Linked DNA regions of Mus musculus: all the other regions are linked to region 3. Evidence: chromatin contacts called from public promoter capture Hi-C data. All regions are on one chromosome and are shown on one strand. The core of a region is the stretch at or near the end of the contact, and the rest is flanking DNA. Distances in the headings are between cores, read along the strand shown.

Region 1 (3,897 bases), core at 1,360-3,859, 520 kb after region 3:
TGTCCAGACTGGCTTAGAACCCCTGATTCTCCTTCTGCAGTGCCTTAAAGTAGCCCTCATCTGTAGGCATATGCCATTGTGCCTGATGGATAAGATACAACTTTAATAGAAAACAGGACAAAATGTTTCCCATTCTTTGTTCTTCAAATTAACCTATAGCTAAGATTATTATCTATTTTTCTGTTTTGTTCTTTTGAAATAATGTCTCACTACGCATATTACTAGCTAGCCTGGAACTAGACTTGAACTCAGAAATTCACCTGCCTCTGCTTTCTGAGTACTGGGATTTAAGGCACATGCTGCCATACCTGATTTATATTCTAAATCTTGTTAGAAGATTATGTTCAAAATTCTGTGTCTTTTTATTCCAGGATAAAATGCCCAGCTACATTTTTTTTCCTGTTTAAAGCTTCAGTTCCTCGCACTGTAATCCCAGGACTTAGTGTGTTGAGTTTAAGGCCTGTCTGAGCTACATACTGAGGTCCAGGCTCATCTAGGACCTTACCTCCCACCCTAAAACCAGAATAATAGTAATACAATTCTGGTTCTTCTCTCAGGTGGCTCCTCTTTAAAAGCTTTGTGCTAGCTAACTGGAGGTCAGCTGGTACCAAAATCAGGAAGTCCACAACCACCAATCAAGCAAGAGTGAGCCCCGGACCAGACCTGCCAGGGCTGTGCACACTTCTCTTCCCAACGTGTGAGTGAGAGCCTCTGTCCCTTAGTGCCCTCATATGTACGCCTATCTTTTATCCTTCGATAATAACTCTTTCTCTACTCCTTGCCCCCCGCTCTGTCTCTCCCTCCCCGCCCCCGTGTGTGTGTCTGCTTAGAGTCAAAATTACAGTCAAAAATACTCAAAATAATTAGACCCCAGCACACTCCACTAGTGGCACCCAGTGGCACTCACAGGCATTGCTCAGTCCCACTCAAGTCAGTTCCCTGCCTCCTGGCGAGGAAGACTGAACTGATGAGCAGCTGTGGGGGTCACACCCCTAATCTTAGTACTGCAAGTTAGAGGCCAGCCTGGGGTGCAGAGTGTGACCTGTCTCAAAAAGCAAAGAACAGCAAAGGCAGACAGAGGACTAACTCCCCTTGGAGGTGCTTCCACACGGCTTAGCCCCAGCAGCTCTATGAAGATCACATCGCTCTTACTGTCCCAGGCCAAAGTCAGGAAGTACCAATCAAGCCATTAATTGGAAATCTGCTTTAAAACAAGTAACAGGAATTGGAATATCAGTGAGGTTCTAGAATTTACTGTTTAAAAATGCAAAACAGGTTGCTAATGGCCCCATAGAGGATGGTGAGGCATTTATCTTGTCTGTCCCCAAAACCCTCAATTTCAGAAGAAAGGAGCTGATTCAGTCAGGAGTCTCTAGAAGAGTGGTTCTCAAGCTGTGGGTCACAACCATCAAAAAACACATTATTGCCAATGGTCTTAGGAACTGAGACACTGCTCAGAGCAAAATTACAGTTATGAAATAGCCATAAAAAAAACTTTATGGTGGGGGGTAACCATGATATAAAGAACTGTATTAAAAGGCCATAGCATTAGAAAAGTTGAGAACCACTGAGCTAAAATAAACAGAACCAAGAAGATGAAAACACACATTCCCATACACATATACATACATATACAAACACACACAGAGGTACATACATGTATATGAGAGACACAAATACTCACACACACATATACAGACACACACATACACTCACACACAGGCACAAACACACTCACAAACACATATACAGACATATACAGACACACATACAGAGACACACATATACACACCCAGAGATATAAACACTAACACACATACACAGACAGACACTCACACATACACTCACACATATGCACACACACATACACACACACCACACATACACACACACATACACACACATACACACACATACACACACACACACACACACACACACACACACACACATACCTTCAACAGCCAGAGTAGACCCAGAATAGCTGTCTCTTACTAGAGGACTATAACCAGTGGTCACTCAGTACACAAGTCAGGGGACCTCAGCATTCACAATCTGGCACTGGGAGACCAGAAAGTTCCTAGAGAGCCACTGCTCTCTGTTCCACAATGAAAGCTTGGAAATACTGGTCCTGCCAGTGAAAGAATTGGCAAGTCAACTCAGCAGCAAGAAGGAAGACCAAGTGAAGGTGAGACAACTTCCCTCTGACATAGACATGTTGTCTGGGCCTGCAATTGGGGTGGGCTTTCCCCATCAATCAAGGCAATCGGGACAATGCTTCAGATGAGGGTCCCTACTTAGGAGGTGCTAATTTGTAGCAAATTGACATGAAAACCAACCATAACAATGGCAGATGCTGGATGCCATAGCTAGACCCAAGGAAACATTTGTGAGTTGGAACTAGGACTGCTCCAAGGAGATGAATTGTGGCCTGACTACTGCTTGGCAAGAAAATGACTCCTTTGGCCTGCTCGGCTCTTGAAAGATCAGCTCCACTCAGAAGACAGACTGCTGAGTGAGCTCAGCTTAAACCTAGATGTCAGCCATTGGCTTCTCAGCTGGACACCCTGTTGCAGTGGCATTAGGACACACTGTGTCCACTTGGCATGTGTGTAAAGCCAGCAGGCATCCTTAACACTGACCCAGACTACCCTGCACACTTGCTCCGTGGTTTCTCACCTGGCACCCTGAAGCTGTGGCTTGTGGCCAAGCTGTTTCATAACTTCATGTTTGTACAAACTTGGGTGTGGGATGCGAAGGGCAAAGGGAACTGGAATAGAGGGGTCCAAGACCTTAGTTAACCCTCTGTGATCTACCATCTGGGCACACATACTCTAGTCCTAGTGAATCTGTAGGGTGTCAACTTTCTCTCTATAATGGCAAAGGGACTCACCTAAGGACACTTCCCTCCTACCCAAAGCCAATTTAAAAAGGTCTGTGGGGGGGGGGGGGGGCAGGGGGGGTCCTTCCTTTTCTTGCAGTCTCCCCCTGCTGTGTCAATAAATACAATTCTTTCTTCTACCTCATCCCTGTCCCCCTGCCCCTGAGACAGTCCGAAGCATGTGATATCAGCAGTTTTCACTGTCCGTTGTCAGATTCAGATTCCTCCAGAGCCTCCTGAGGTTGCTATTTTTCCCCAAAGGCATGCACTAGTGCTAGTGACGTACACATGCACTTCTGTGTACTTCTTGCCAAGTGAGCACCCATACCCTGGGCCTAAGCCTTTCAGAAGCTGGCTGGGATGAGCACTGTGGGCCTTGGACAGAAGTGACAGGCAGCTGTGGACAGTTGCCAGGGCTGACCCTGCCTCTAGTGGAGTCAACTGCTCTCCATTCTCAATCCTGTTGCTTGATTGAGCAGACCCTACTTCCATTATCATTTCCAGGAAGGGACCAGGGACCTCAGACTGTCCTCAGTTTAAGGGTGGATACCTGACTCCATGAGAAGGCACCACAGGATTGTTGCTGGTACTGTTAGGACTGAGACAAGCACCTTGGGAAAGGCAGATGCACTGTTTGACTTGGGATCACCGAGTCCTCCAGATAGATTTGTCCCCTTTGGTTTCCCAGTTATGTGATCCCCCTTTCTCATGAAGCAATGCTTGGTTCACTCTGTCCCTTATAGTTAAGTCCCAACCAGGGCTGGGAAGATGGCTCAGTAGATAAAGTGCTTGCTGTACAAGCCTGGTGACCACATTCCAATCCTCAGACGTAAGAGCCAGGCAGGCATGGCTGTTACCTGTAATCCCAGCACTCAGGAAGAATGGGGCGAGGCGGGCTGGATGAGCTTGGGGTTCAGTGAGAGACCCTGCCTAAAAGCTTTGTGTCTTCTGATGTCATTTTTCATTTCATGTTTTAATCAAGTAACTGCATTATTTTTATATTTTTGTTTGTTTGT
Region 2 (3,925 bases), core at 501-3,000, 590 kb after region 3:
TACCACAGTATAATTCAGAGATGTACTAATTTGATAATATGCCAAGGAATGGTGGGAAAATACTGAAAGCTTTTTTTCCTAATTAAAAGTATTGTTTCGGGGCTGTCGAGATGGCTCAGTGGTTAAGAGCGCCAACTGCTCTTCTGAAGGTCCTGAGTTCAAATCCCAGCAACCATATGGTGGCTCACAACCATCTGTAATGGGATCTGACGCCCTCTTCTGGTGTGTCTGAAGACAGCAACACTGTATACAATAAATAAATTAATTAAAAAAAAAAGGATTGTTTCAAGCTGGGTGTAGTGGCACACGCCTTTAATCCCAGCACTAGGGAGGAAGAGGCAGGCGGATTTCTGGGTTCCAGGATAGCCAGGGCTATACAGAGAAACCCTGTCTCGAAAAACAAAAACAAAAAAGTATTGTTTCTCTTACAGCACAGAACTTTTTGTGTATAAGAAACTAGCTCATGGCTGGAGAGATGGCTCAGCGGTTAAGAGCACTGACGGCTCTTCCGAAGGTCCTGAGTTCAATTCCCAGCAACCACATGGTGGCTCACAACCATCTGTAACGAGATCTGGCGCCCTCTTCTGGAGTGTCTGAAGGCAGCTACAGTGTACTTACATAACATCAATCAATCAATCAATCAATCAATCAGTGTACTTACATAAAATCAATCAATCAATCAAAAAAAGAAAAGAAAAGAAACTAGCTCATACCATGCAGTCGTCTCAGTTCCAGCTAAGGTGTGTGAGACAGTTTTACTTGGCATGTGTGCCTGTCTGCATGCACAGTGCAAAGCGCACACATCATGTGCTCTGCTCCAGGCAAGGCTTCAGTGAAATTACCTTGGATACATTATATGTTTGGATTTGAGTTAGGTCCCAGTCATTGTGTGTTTACTATAACCTCACGTTCAGTTACGCATCGTGAAGCATAACCTTGCATTTGCATTTCTGGTTACTAGAGCCTCTTACTGTTTCTCCATGAGCAGGCTCCAGTGTCTCACCACTTTTTTGAGTGTTTGAATCATACCATAGGTGTTAAATGATTACCAGGCTCCTCACTCCAAACACTAGCCTAGTTGAAGCTTTTACCTATAGCAATAGGAGGTCGTTTATAGAGAAGGTTTGGGATAGAGAGAGCTGGGTTTGGCCTTTACCAGTTAATAGTAGCTAAGTGGCTGTGGGTAGGTTAAGGTTACTTACCTTAGCTAAGTGGCTGTGGGTAGGTTAAGGTTACTTACCTTAGCTAAGTGGCTGTGGGTAGGTTAAGGTTACCTTAAGGCTCCCTCTGATTCTTGGATGCAAAAGGGGGTAAAATTCTTTCCAGAGTGGTATTTTAAAGAACCTGCTGTGACTTTGCTTTATCTAAAAATCTTCCTGGCTCTTTAAAGGCCTTGCATGATTTGGCCTAATTTGTCTACCCAGCAGTCAAACTTCTATTTTGTCTAGCACAGAACTCACCAGATCCTAAAGTCTAAGTGGGTAATTTGTAAACCGCAAGCTTGTTGTACTACAGTAAACACATGAGAATGTACTTTATACTTGCTACTCCGGGCCTTGCAGTCTTGTGTGGAAAGGCCACTGAACTCGCCTGCAGAACCATGTCTGTGGATGCCGTTTTGCCTTAGAGTGAAGGCTGGTTTTAGCTGGTGTCATTGTGATGGAGCCCAGAGACAGAAGCAGCTTGTGCTCAGAGCGGCAGATCTGGCTGGCTGGAGATGAACATTCTGTCCCCTGTTCAGGTTTCTGGGGACTGGGGACTAGTGCTGCAGCTGCTGCTGCTCCAGGACTGGCAGCCACCCCTCCTGACAGATGTCTTGCCAAGAGAGTCTGAGTGCTCTAATTTTATCACTTTAGCAGTGTCTTGCCTGGTAGTCCTCACTCGAGTGGTCATTGTCAGCATGAACACCCACTAACAGAATTTCAAAGTGGCAACTGTGGATGGTGCATTTAGTTAACTGTACTAGGAGAGGTATGTAGGAGAGAAACTGCAGTTTAGTGGCCATCCAACAAGTATGTCTTACCTCAGTCTCCTGCTCATGTCTTAGACTTGTGAGCCCTGGCTCTTTAAAGAACAGCCCAACCAAGGGGCCAAATAAACTCTTTTGAAGTAATTCTGTTCCTTAAAATTAATTTTCTCTTTATAAGCCACAAGCTAATCTGCATGAATCTGTAGGGTGTGTGTAAGGGCATGGTGTCCATGTCAGGTGGCTCCTGCAGTCACTCTCCACCCTTACTGACTGAGATGGGCTGAGCCCAAATCGTGTGATGTTGGTTAATAGGCCAACATGCCCTGGAAAGTCGCCTGTCTCAGCCCACCATGCTGGGACTACTTGTGTACACTGTCAGTCTGGCTTCATGAATGCTGGCCATCTGAATCCCAGGCTGCACACGGGAAGCACTTCATTTTCTGAGCTGTCTTCCTGGCATGTTGTTTGTTACCTGTGAGAAGTGTTTTGTTTTGTTTTGTTTGAGAACGGCTTCTCTGTCTCTCAGTTTATAACTCAGGCTGTCTTTCAACTTGCAGAACTTTGCCTGCTATTGCAGGAATGCAGCACCACATCCAGTTTAAAGGATTTTCTTATCAGTTTCTGATATCCACACCTCCCTCTGTTTATCCTTTATGGAACATTTTTCCTGTTGTTTGTTTGTTTCTTGAACCTTCTTTTTGCATTTTAATGTTTTAGATCTCAGCTGACTTTCCCTGGAGGTTTTGAAATCTGTGCTTTTACTTTTAATTTCCAGAAGGAAAAAAATATTTTTGTCTTGAAATTTCCTTTTCTCTACAATTTTGGTTTCCTGTTGCTGGCTGCCCTCTAGTTTTGGTCATTGAATTATATTTTATAGAGGCACTGTACTCCTTGGTTGTCTAATGCAGATGTAATACCTGTATTGAGAGCTGGGCGTCCATCTGGGAGCTGAGTAGAGGAAGAAAACTGAGGGTCTTATTGTCCACAGCACCTCTCTCCTCATCCATATTAATGACCTTGGTATTGAGTCTTTCCTATTGTTTTTTCCCCCATCTCTAGAAGATACAACCAGTTAAGTGAAATTTCTGTTGCTACTTAACAGCTTACTGCAAATGTAGCAATTCACAACAATGTGCACATTTAGTAACTTGGGCCGGTTTGGCTCAGTCTCCTGCTCAGGGTCTCTTAAGCCTGCAGTCCAAAACTGGCTGTCATGTGTCCTCTTTAAAATCCCTTCCAGGCTTAAACAGTCTCTGGCCCAATCTGGTTCCTTGCAACTCTAAGACTGAGGCTCCGTGCTTATAGTAGCCACTTGTAATTCTCTGGCCTCTGTGGGGAGTTTGTATCACAGCAAGGTTAGCAGGTGACTCTGCTGTCTGACTGTAAAGACAGAGCCTTGTGTAAGTTAAGCACAACCTGGTCTGTGGTGTGGTTTCGGCTATAAGGAAGTTGAAACAGCCCTTCTTAGAACTCTACCTGTCACAGAGGTTCTCGTGACTTCCCCTTGGCACTTGGAGCCAGTTCTCCCTTGAACCAAACATTCTCTTGTAGCACTGCAGCCTCCAGAGGCACCACACTTCCTCAGGAGACTGTGTTGACTGATGCACTTGAGCCTAACTTGTTTCTTGTCAACCCTTTGCCATTATCTGCTTTCTAACTTCCTAGCCTTCCTAGCTCTTCTTTTCCTGCCCAGCACATGTGTCTTTTTAAAAGCCCTTACTGCAATGCTGGTGGAGATCAGAGGAATATTCACTATACCATCTTTTATTTTATCTGTTCCCTTTAAGGAAGAAAAAAATTCCTCACATGCTTCATTTTTATATCCCTTTGCTCTTTAATTTTGGTTTGTTCAGGCATGCATTTGGGTTCCTTAACCCTACTATGTATCTTAAAGGCTACTTTTCACCTTGAGCTGTGAGTAACTGTCTTCTTTCTATCAAACCTTTATTATTATTT
Region 3 (4,462 bases), core at 860-3,359:
GGAATAATGATCAGCAGACATTTTGGACAACAAGATCAGCAGAATTCACTAATGATCTAATGTAGAGTGTGAAACTGACAAGGATAAGAACAGGGAAACCCTGTGAGGCCTGGCTCTCCTCTTCATTCATAGTTATATCCCTACTACCTAGACTCAATAAACAAGAGCCTGGCCCACAGTATTTAGTATTCCTAGAATGAATGATAAGGGTGAATCGGACTTATAGTCCTGTTTTGAACTTTGAAAAATGCCAGCTAAAACATCTGCAGATGGACAAAATGCTGCTGAAACACAGTTTCAACAATGGCATCGAAGCTCTTCAATTCTATTCCCTGAGTGGAAGCTGACATCACAACATCCCCAAGCCCCACTGCCAGTGACAGAACAACAAAACGACTCAACAGTGGCTGGGGCAGAAGGGTGTTTTCTTATGAAACATTCATTGTAAGCCAACAGCACACACACAGAAGCATAGGCTACCAGAGGCAGGATGTAGAGTTCAGTGGCAGAACTTCTGTGCCTGCTTAGCCTGTTGAAGCCCTGGGTCAAATCCCAGCATCAAAACAAAACAATTTTTAAAGGGTTTCAAAACACAGTCAAGGCTCTGCTACTTCTGTATTCTTGAAACATAATCAGAAGAATGGGAATAGGCAAAGAGTTCATGAGGTTAAGACTGTCTATGAAATACTGTATTTGATCATATTCTAAATATGATGCATTTCTACTAATACACTGTACTATGTCGGAAATACACACACCATGAGACAGATTTAAGTGGCCACACAAACCAGAAAACCAGGTTTCACTCATTTCTAACTCTTCCTCTCATACATTCTTGAGCTGACATTCGTAAGGACAAAGGTGCTGTCATTTTTTTTTTCTCAGTAGTCAGTTCCAGGCTAGACATTACTAGCTGCTTTGGGCAGTTTTCAGTGATGTAATTGGTTAAAAGCCAGTTCTTGAATGTATCTCGTGGAAGCATTTTCTGTTCCAGATACAGGTTATGAGTCTTGTATTGCTCTAGTCTCTGGGGTCTTTTTGCACTAGTTGTTTAGGCTGCTTGATTGACTCAGAACTTCACATTCCCATGGTGGCCTATGGCATCTGGTAGGTTGGGTTTCCCATGGTTTCCTATGTATTGGCTAGCACTGTTCAAGTGATTTGGACCATACTTGAAATGGAGGTCTGTCTTTAGCCCTCTCTGCTGAGCAGGACTAGTGCATGGGCTCAGCCACTCCCAAGAATCCTCACAGAAGTTAAGAGTAGTCCTAGATCTCAGCGGTTATGATAGGCTGGAGGTGTTGTGTGTGTGTGTGTGTGGGTGGTGGTGGTGGTGGTGGTGGTGGTGGTGGTGGTGGTGGTGGTGGTGGTGGTGAAGTGAGTTCATGGGCGCTGAGTTAACAAAGCATGTGCAGGTTTTTGTTTTGTTTTGTTTTGTTTTGTTTTAAGTAGCTATTTTGGGCTACAATGACAGGGCAACCTTATATTCCTCAGGCCACCCACAGCATGGCTACTATCCCACCTGTGTCTTTCAGGCACAGTGGCAGCCTCCCACTTGCTCTGATAGTGCTGCCCCCTTCGTCCCGCCCCGCCCTCCCCAGCCTCCCAGAGTGACAGCTAGCAGCCCTGGACAGGACTAGGCACCGCAGGACCTTCCCTGCAGCAGTTAAGGGGTAAAATGTGGCTTCACCCGGGCCCACGCGAAGTTTTCCAACAGCGGTGCAGGTGGGTCCTGCGCGAGCACGAGCTGGTGGTGCAGGTGTGTGTGTGTGTGTGTGTGTGTGTGTGTGTGTGTGTGTGTTCTCCCTACCCCTCATCCCAGTCCGCCGCACTGCACCTTATTGAAGCGCAACCCCACCCCTTAGCCCGCGTGTCCCTTTAATTCGTGCGCTCCTCAAGGTCCTCTCGTCCCTCCCTTCCCGCCGCCGTTGAGCCTCGATTTCCCTCCTCCCTTTCCCTTCGCCCTAACCCGCCTTTGCTCCGGCCCGCCCAGCCCAGGACTCAGCTGTCACTTTACTTTTGCGCGCGCACCTCACAGGTCCTCGAGCGGGCACGCGCCGGCGGGGGCGGGGCTAAATCGCGTCGCGGGCTCGCGGGCGCGACACCGCGAGGCCGACGTGGGGCTCGCGCTGTCGCGGGCTCTCAGGGCAGGCAGGGCGAGCGCGCGCTTGGGAGGGGGCGCGCGCGGACGGCGGGCGGCGGCGGCGGTGGCGGCGGCGGCGGCTCGCGGAGGCGGCGGTTTCACTCCCGGACTCGGCGTCGGAGCCGCGGCTGGAGCGCGGGCGACGCCGCGAGGTGAGTAGGTGAGGGCGGGCGGGCGTGGCCGCGGCCAGAGCCGCGGCGTGGGGCGCGCGGGGACCCCACGCGGCGAGGGCCAGCCCGGCGAGATCCCCGCCCCCGCCGCGGCCTCGGCTCGGGTGCGCGCCCGCGGCCCCGCAGGCCTCCCTGACCCTGCGCGTGTCCGCTGGGGCCCGCGCGCCCCTCCCCCGTCCCGCAGAGTGTGGCCGTCCTTCGCCCACGAGGACCTCTCCCCTCCCCTCCCGAGCCCACCGCAGCCAGGAACTAAGTCTCCGCAAAGTCCAGGATGGATGTCGCGGCGCAAAGTGCCCGGCTGTCCGGAGCTCTTCCCAAATTGCATAATTGCTACAGGAGGTGAGGGTGAGGGAGTACCCGCTGGGTGTGTGCGTGATGCCCCGGGGTGTGGGTTGTCACACTGGTCTTTTGTAATGCCCGATGCTTGGCACAGTTTGGCTCCGAAGCCAGTTTTCCTCTGGCTTCTCTGCAGCACCCACTGGCCTGATTGGAAACTGGATTACCCTTGTCCTCCCACCCCCACCCACCCCCTCTTCGCTACTAATGTTTTGATCCATTTGCCCTTTTCCAATTCTAATGAACATAAAGCCTGGCTTCTTGTGTCTCTTTTTCCACAACTAACCAGAAATGCCCCATCCATCTTCCCTAAAGGAAATTAAGGCCGCATTAGAGAGACATCATCACCCTGGGCTTGGTGGCAGCTCTTGGACTTATTTGCTGATTTGCAAGATTCTTATCCTCTAACCTTGTATTTTGTAATTTTGAGGGTCTACTTGAGTATTTCCATTTTAAAGTACAAAAGAATGTGCTAGGACTTACCTCTGATTACCTTACTGTTTTTAAGATTTTTTTAAAGCTCATCTTAGTTTTAAATCCTTGGATTTTGAAAAGCATGCTCTAGAAATGCAATCTTGGGAATCTAAATATTTGTCTTTCTTCAGGCAGTCAGGATGCTCCTGGGCGCTTGGCAGTCTTGTTTGTGGGTGATGGTGAAGATGGAGTGTTTTCATATGTCATACCTTGAGCTCTTTCCTCTAGGGCACAGCACTTCCCTCAATCAGGTGCTCCACTTTTATTTTCCAAATAAATATCTTTTCAGACACTTGGGAAGCTGGATAGCGCTACAGGTTTGGCGTATAATATAAAGTATTTTATGTTTTGGAAAAGTTCAGAAATCACAAGTAGAAAAACTGGTATGCCAATGCAAGTTCACATTTTCCTGTTGCAGCTGCACAAATGAATACTTGCTTTTCTAAGTTTTTAAAAATCATGACATTTGATGATTTGAATAGTAATGTGGACTTGAGTACTGTTGGTTTCATCGGTGGGATTTGTTTAGATCCGTAAGTTTTTCTGAAACACGCTAATTTCACTCACTATGTGCTGGGAATTTCCAGAGCCTGATGACATCACAGAGCACATAGTCAATAAAGCTCAAAAAGAATGAGTGTGTTTAAATACCTAAATGTAATATGTTTATATTTAGTTAGAAACTAAGGGTTACTTGAATCTGAAGTAAAAATATCACTTTAGGTGTCTTAAGATCTTTGAAACTGTCATTGGAGGATGTATTTGTGTTTAGATCCCTGGAATTTAGCTTCCTTCTAGGTTAGGGAATTAGCTCTTTAGGAATTAATTTTAAAATGCCAGAGAAGTTAATATGTAGAAGTTTTAATTCAGGGACCTACTCATTTTTACTTTAGAGAGACAAGGCACCAATTTTATACATAGTTCATTTGAGTGACCTGCAGAGGATTTCCTCTCATAAGAGTTAATTGTGCCAGAGTACACAATCATGTTGTCCCCTTTTTTCTGTAATCAAGGATTCAGAAAACACTCAGCAGAAAGTCTCTTAAGTCTTGACATTTGAATAGGAGATACAGAGCCTTTGTCTAAATGGTTTTATAATGCTTATCAGTGTTCTCAGGAGGATTTGTCATTTGTACGTAAAGATTTGGATCGGATAAGGTATCTTAGATCAAAAATAGAAATAATTTTTTAAACTGTAAAACTAGAGAAATTATGCTTCTGTTTAGCCATTTAATTGCTTTCTGGGGAAGTGTTCTGGTTGAGCCCAGGCCTTCACATATACGCTTGGCAAGGGCTCTAGAACTGAGCCATACCCCCAGACCTTTAATAGTAGTTTAGT

What was found. Promoter capture Hi-C pulls out the DNA fragments that hold promoters and counts their contacts.
Region 1: a contact with region 3 is called in a promoter capture Hi-C map of liver, with 4 times the contacts expected there. The contact joins the enhancer-like site here to the promoter of Ube2e2 in region 3. A contact is called at or near these places in 17 of 39 promoter capture datasets (the 3T3-L1 cell line, 3T3-L1-derived adipocytes, the HPC-7 cell line and 10 more), 3 of 484 Hi-C or Micro-C datasets (cerebral cortex, cortical neurons and ventral hippocampal neurons), 4 of 115 datasets of contacts at active chromatin or transcription factors (astrocytes, embryonic stem cells and stem cell-derived neural progenitor cells) and 3 of 9 other capture datasets (adipose tissue, embryonic stem cells and liver).
Region 2: a promoter capture Hi-C map of liver shows a contact between it and region 3, with 3 times the contacts expected there. The contact joins the enhancer-like site here to the promoter of Ube2e2 in region 3. A contact is called at or near these places in 9 of 39 promoter capture datasets (the 3T3-L1 cell line, cranial neural crest, embryonic stem cells and 5 more), 3 of 115 datasets of contacts at active chromatin or transcription factors (embryonic forebrain and stem cell-derived neural progenitor cells) and 1 of 9 other capture datasets (adipose tissue).

What each region holds. Positions count from the first base shown.
Region 1 is chr14:18,375,148-18,379,044 of GRCm38.p6, reverse strand. No RefSeq gene overlaps it. Among named protein-coding and RNA genes, the nearest start is that of Ube2e1, 45 kb to the right of the region's middle. Within about 2 kb of position 2,609, at least 13 of the 459 cell types and tissues checked have an H3K27ac peak or open chromatin away from gene starts, as enhancers often do. A contact at or near this core is called in liver, where this site is marked.
Region 2 is chr14:18,301,291-18,305,215 of GRCm38.p6, reverse strand. The region is part of intron 3 of Ube2e1 (ubiquitin-conjugating enzyme E2E 1); the gene reads left to right. It overlaps Gm41098 (a long non-coding RNA gene), which reads left to right. Exons shown (of 2, transcript XR_874229.3): 1 at 1-1,225; 2 at 1,264-3,925. Among named protein-coding and RNA genes, the nearest start is that of Gm41098, 5.9 kb to the left of the region's middle. Within about 2 kb of position 1,750, at least 60 of the 459 cell types and tissues checked have an H3K27ac peak or open chromatin away from gene starts, as enhancers often do. A contact at or near this core is called in hippocampal neurons and liver, where this site is marked.
Region 3 is chr14:18,891,418-18,895,879 of GRCm38.p6, reverse strand. It overlaps Ube2e2 (ubiquitin-conjugating enzyme E2E 2), which reads left to right and starts at 2,109. Exons shown (of 6, transcript NM_144839.2): 1 at 2,109-2,295.